Regions from separate parts of the Oryctolagus cuniculus genome. Here region 2 is linked to region 1. Evidence: chromatin contacts called from public Hi-C data. All regions are on one chromosome and are shown on one strand. Each heading gives the region's core, a stretch centred on a gene start, on an enhancer-like site or on the middle of the called end of the contact. The rest is flanking DNA. Distances are from core to core; before and after follow the strand shown. Region 1 has its middle 100 kb from the start of CAST. Region 2 holds the start of LIX1 (limb and CNS expressed 1).

What was found. Hi-C and Micro-C count contacts between places; a contact is called where the count stands out from the background.
Region 2: a contact with region 1 is called in a Hi-C map of embryonic fibroblasts, with 5 times the contacts expected there. The contact joins the promoter of LIX1 here to the enhancer-like site in region 1. A contact is called at or near these places in 2 of 6 Hi-C or Micro-C datasets (embryonic fibroblasts and skin fibroblasts).

What each region holds. Positions count from the first base shown.
Region 1 is chr14:19,258,023-19,261,160 of mOryCun1.1, forward strand. No RefSeq gene overlaps it. Among named protein-coding and RNA genes, the nearest start is that of CAST, 100 kb to the right of the region's middle. Within about 2 kb of position 1,624, at least 1 of the 8 cell types and tissues checked has an H3K27ac peak or open chromatin away from gene starts, as enhancers often do.
Region 2 is chr14:19,809,395-19,812,532 of mOryCun1.1, forward strand. LIX1 (limb and CNS expressed 1) reads right to left here and starts at 1,574. Exons shown (of 6, transcript XM_002713928.5): 1 at 1-1,574. The region is part of intron 10 of RIOK2 (RIO kinase 2); the gene reads right to left.

The DNA.
Region 1 (3,138 bases), core at 374-2,873:
TTCTCCTGGTCTACCACGCGGGTGCAGGGCCCAAGCACTTGGGCCATCCTCCACTGCACTCCCTGGCCACAGCAGAGAGCTGGCCTGGAAGAGGAGCAACTGGGACAGAATCCAGCTCCCCGACCGGAACTAGAACCTGGTGTGCCAGCGCCGCAGGCAGAGGATTAGCCTAGTGAGCCACAGCGCTGGCCAAAAAAATTATTTTTAATGGCAAAAAGGTATCCATTGTCTCTAAGGTTCCCATCCTGAGCTGGGTGAGGTGAAAACACTGCTCCATCAACTGAGAAGGAGAATGGCTTCCTTACACCTGGTTGCTTTCTGGTCACTCACGAGAGTAAGCCTGTGTGTATGCTGAGCGGCCTTGGCCTTGGCCTTCGGTGTTGCTCGCTGTCCCGGGGAAGTTCCACCTCCTCCTCTGCCCATACCCTGTGATAACAGTCTATCTGCTTGATGTAGTCAACGCTGGCTGCCACATTGCTTCAACCAGGATGGCAATGCCATCATGGAGAGCGAAACAGAAAGGAGCAATGTGGGCTGCCCACGACAGAGACTGGCACCAAGAGAGAGCTGGCCCTGCTGTGCCCCCTGGGCCTCAGGGTCCAGGCCAAGGAGCCTCAGAGGGGCCGGCTGGAGGAACGCCATCTCCTGAGCAAAGACTCAGGAGAGATCACCAGCGCACCTGTTACTAAACAGCTCCTGACTCAAGCATTTTCTGACAAAGAGGGGGGACAGAGAACAGGGGCCACAGTACTGGGACTCAAAGCCATGTACCCGGCCCACTGTCAGAGTTCACAGGCCAGCCTCAAGGTGTTAGATGATCTTCTGTGGCTCTAGAAAGCGTCCGTTGTAGCATGGAAGGGACACGCAGGGGACAGTGTCCTAGGCAGGTGCCTCTGATAACTCTGGCCCTATCTGTGAGTCCTGCGCAAGGGTCAGGGCTGGCAAGGAGCAGAGCAGGTGCTTTGCTGGCCTCTTTCATGGCCACCGTCCTCCTCTGGGCCTGCCACATTGATGCCTGAGCGGATTGTTTTGTGTTTCTCGTCACTTTCGATTCTCAGGTCAGTTCCATGGGGCAGGCAGAAGCATCCCCTTCACCCAGCAGAAGAGTGAACTGCAAGGTAAGGCGGTCAGACCACTCCTCCTAAGTCACGTGGCTGCCAACTGTGCTTTCGGGGTAGGAACCCACCCCCGAGGTCTTAGACCTTCAGCTGCAAGATGAGGACGCTTCAAAAAGTCCGTGGGAAAGGAGTTAAAATATATGCTTCTTTAGGGGTGGTGTTTAGCCTCGTGCTGAAGACACCACCCTTCGCCCCAGAGTTCCCGGAGTTCGATTCCTGTATCTGGCACCCGACTCCAGCTTCCTGCTGATGCAGACCCTAGGGGGCAGCTCTCACCCACGTTTGAGACCTGGATTCAGTTCTCTGCTCCCAGCTTTGGCCTGACTGAGAGGGGGTCATTTGCCAGCATGGGTGGGGGTAAATCAGCAGATGGGAACTCTCTCTCTCCTTTCAGATAAATAATTGAAGAAAAAAAAGAAAAGAAAGAAATGAGAAACCAGTCATAAGTGAGATAGACTGCTGGCCAAGAGAATGAGAAAGCCTTTGGCAATGGGCTCCTCTCTCTGGATCTGGTGACGCCAGGCTTCTCAGAACAGGGCGTGGCGCCCAGGACTGGAACTAAGGGCTGCGCTTCCCGGGAGCTGCCCTGACTGACCACACCTTCCTCGTAGCTCTTTACCTGCTCCTTTGGGCCACTAAGGCCAAGGCCACGGCTTGAATCACAGGCTAATGCCCTGGCACAGGTGGCTACTGTGAATCACCTTATAAAACAAAGACACCTTTCATTAAATATATGTATATGTATATATATATATATGTGTGTATATATATATTCCCAGTTAGATCCTATTCACTCTACCTAGTAGTTCTTGAATGTCTTTAGTCACAGGCTCCCCTGAGAATGTAGTAAAAGCTGAAGACCTTCTCCTTAGAAAAGTCCACACCCGCATACACAAGCAGGTGCACCATTTGGGGGAGGTCTGCACATCCCTTAAGTCTCATGGAGAAAGCCCCGACTGGGCACTCTCACACGTTGGCCATCGTGAAGTGCCTTACATTGGGAAGCACCGCAGACAGCATTCAGTACGGGAAAGCTAAGATAGGAAGAGACAGAGTGCAGCCACTCTACCCCCCCTTCAGTATGTATGTTTTGTATCTTTAAGCAGGCATCAGTATCAGTGCATTTAAAACACTGTGATGAAGCAGGGCAAGCTACTGCCTGCAACTCTGACATCCCACGTGAGTCCTGGATGCACCCCTTCTGATCCAGCTCCCTGCTAATGCAGTGGGAAAGTGGCAGAAAATGGTCCAACTGCCTAGGTCCCTGCCACCCACGTGGGAGATCTGGATGGAGTTCCAGGCTCCTGGCTTCAGCCTGGCCCAACTTGACCATTGCAGCCATTCGTGGGAGTAAACAAGCCAGTGGAAGTCTCTCTCTCTCTCTCTCTTTCTCCATGTCTCTCCCTCTGTCTCTGTAATTACGCCTTTCAAACAAATAAGTCTCTTTAAAAAATATGAAGTGTTGTACTAGGGAAATGTAAAGCTTGTTTTAGTGGTTTAAGCAGTTGTGTGTGGTGTATGGCAAAGGAGAAGAGTGTGGCAAGCGATTCAGCTGAAGGGCTCACATTTCCATAGCTGGACGACAACCAGGTCCAGCCACCAGGTCAGCCCCACGGAGGGCAGAAGCTCCTTTGGGCGGGGGAGTGAAGGCATCTGCAAGGGGACCGTAGCAAGGCCCGCCTCTGTGTAGGGGAGCAGATTTCCAGGTGAGGGCTCATGCCCAGCCCCTATCCCTCCCCTCTCCTCCCCTCCACCCTCTAGGGCAGCAGATGTGTGGACCCTAATCCAATATTAGTCCACAGGAGTCGGGAGGACAACTCCAAGATTAAAATGTGATTTAGAACTTCTTGAATAGGAATCTCTTGTCTTATTCTTTTTTTAAGATTTTATTTAGGCCAGCGCCACAGCTCAATAGGCTAATCCTCCACCTGCAGCACCGGCACACCGGGTTCTGGTCTTGGTCGGGGCGCTGGATTCCGTCCCGGTTGCCCCTCTTCCAGGCCAGCCCTCTGCTGTGGCC
Region 2 (3,138 bases), core at 324-2,823, 550 kb after region 1:
CAGGCCGGTTCCCTTGCCGCCTCCTGTTCAACACACCCACCTACAGGCTAGCAGGGGAAGCTCGCTCAGCCTGCTTTGCTCTGCAGCCAGATTTTGCCTTAATGCTGTGCGGCTTTCTCTCTGGGAAACCTTTTTCGGCCCTCGATTGTCCACTGTGCTGCCCCCAGGACAAGGGAATCAAGAAACTCATTTCTCCAGGGAATTTCCTAAATGCCAGAGGAACGGTAGGGGTACACTGTAGACCCCCTTCAGTAAAGGAATGAGGGTGCCCCATTATGCTTCACATTAGAGTTCAGGAACAGCTCTTCTGGAAGCCACGGGTGAGCTCCCACCCCTCTTCCCCACATTACAGTCGCTTCTGATGAACTCTGGCAAGCACGACCTGCGAGACTGTCTCACAGCCTGCCTGGGAACACTTGTTTCCCTGTTTTGCCCTTCAAAGCAAATCATCTCCAAGGTTGACTTTAATTAATTCTGATATCATTCACTTCCTTTTACTTCATGATAATTCTTTCTAAAAATTTCAGTAGAAGCAAAAAAAAAAATCTACTTTTCCAAAGATTATAAGTAGCTATTAAAAGATCTTAAGAAAACAGAGCTGCTTTTTCTACCAGTGTTGGCCACCACCCATTACGATTTGCTAAATGCTCTTCCTACAGGAGACACAAATAGAAGTCACATGATTGCACTGCAATAAAAGCTACAGCAAATACAAAATAACTCATTTTAAAGGCTGTAACCTGTGGTAGTTGTTGGAGGGTTGTTGAGGAATTCTTTATTTAAATTTTTTTCCCAGGGTAGACATAAGAAATTGCTTTCCAACTTTCAGATTCCATAATTATGCTGTGTTTTATGAAGAACTGAAACCAATCCTTTAAATAAAGACTATATAAAAATGCCTTCCATGTGATCAGTTTCTTCAGCTATTTGGTAGAAGTCTGGGCCTAATAAAAAGAAGGTGGAAGAATGGGGCTATCATGATTTTCACATAGCAAATGCTCATAGGGAATGTATGTCACACAAAATACACAAGCATGGGGCTGCCCCAGACCACAAAGACATCTATCTATCTGTTGATCGACTGATGGATGTATCTGTCCATCCATCCATCCATCCATCATCATTATCATCTATCTATAAATGGATATAATCTAGAAAGAACTGGAAAGAAGTAGCACTTCATGCTGAGATACTTGCTTAGGGTTCCACAGTGCACTCTACATGGGCTGTACCAAAAGTGAACATGGTCAAGATCCTTGCCATCCAGGAGTTTATAGTTTAAAATGCAAACTATGGTTTGTAGACAAAAACTCTAATTCTTGGACACAAAATATGAGTGAATGTAAATACTTTCAGTGTGATACTGAATTGGAAACCAATATATTTAATGTTTTTGTTAAAGAAGCAGGAGAAATGGCCGGTGGCACCGTGGCTCACTAGGCTAATCCTCCACCTGGGGCGCCGGCACCCTGGGTTCTAGTTCCGGTTGGGGCACCGGATTCTGTCCCAGTTGCTCCTCTTCCAGTCCAGCTCTCTGCTGTGGCCCGGGAAGGCAGTGGAGGATGGCCCAAGTGCTTGGGCCCTGCACCCGCATGGGAGACCAGGAGGAAGCACCTGGCTACTGGCTTCGGATCAGCGCAGCGCACCGGCTGCAGCGGCCATTTGGGGGATGAACCAATGGAAGGAAGACCTTTCTCTCTGTCTCTCTGTCTCTCTCTCTCATTGTCTAACTCTGCCTGTCAAAACAACAACAACAACAAAAAAAACAAAACAAACAAAAAAAAGAAATGAATGATGCTTGGAATTCAATCAGTAAATGGGCATTTCTATGGGTGTAAGTTTAATTCCAGCAGTACTTAAAAATATTTTAGCGGCTGGCATAATGGATTAAGCTACTACCTGAGATGCTGGCATCCCATATATGTGCAGTTCAAGTCCTGGTTGCTCTACTTCCAATCCATCTCTTTGCTAACGTGCCTGGGAAAAGCAGCAGCAGCTGGTCCAAATACTTGGACCACTGCACCCACATAGGAGACCCAGAAGGAATTCCAGGCTCCTGGCTTTGACCTGGTCCAGCCCCAGCCACTGGCAGCCACTGGAGGAGTGAACCAGCAGATGGAAGATCTCTGTCTCTCTCTGAAACTTTGTCTTTCAAATAAATAAAAATCTTTAAAATATATGTATACATTATGTTATATATGTATTTATATATTATATATATATATATATATATATGTTGTACAATGTGGTGAGAGGAACACTGAATTTAGGATCAATAAGACCTAGGATTTGAATTTTGTTATCTGTATAACCTTGAGGAAGAAGCCACTTATCTTCTCTGGGCTCACAGTCCTCATCAACCAATTTATTAAGTTAAGCTGGATGCTCTCAATCAGTTCTAATATCTATGGTTCCATGACTACATCATAAATGGACACAAATATTAGAACAGATTGTCTAGTGTGGGGAGCAGCCCCGGACTGGACTGAGTTACTGGAATTAAGACTTATTCTATGCATCTGCTCTCCCACAATATGGTGCTGGGAGAGAAGTAAACAGCTTCCGCACAGCTGCCTCCAGTTCAACCAATAAACTGTAGGACTTGCTACTGATTGGAGGAGAGCAGCGTACTCGGCGTGTGGGCAGCCGAGTTGGGATTGGCGGAGGAGGACTATAAAGGAGGAGAGAGACGGCATTCACCAGGAACATCTAAGGGGAACATCTGAAGGAACACCTGTGCAGCCCCCGAGAGAGCAGGCCGGCGGTGTGCCGCTCCCCTGCGTAAGTGGGGAATGTGGCCAGGGGGAACTGCCCTTCCACGGAGGTGGAAGGGACAGTAGCCAACCCGGGAAGAACCAGCAGCAAACCCGGGGAGGGCCGAGCAGACGAAAGAACAGCGCAGGGTCCTGTGTCGTTCCTCCACGAAGAGGGGGAGCGACAGTCTAGTCTTCTGGAAAGCCCTATATTTATTTCCTCAAGGCTGGACTGGTCTTGACAAATCACTTCTATTTCAACCTCATATCCATTCATTGATCTGAAAGATACAAATCAATATGATCAACTCAAAGATACTCCCTGCTAAAGCTAACTACAAGGAAAGGTAAGACTTTCTTAAAGCTAATCTCCAACTTCCATAAG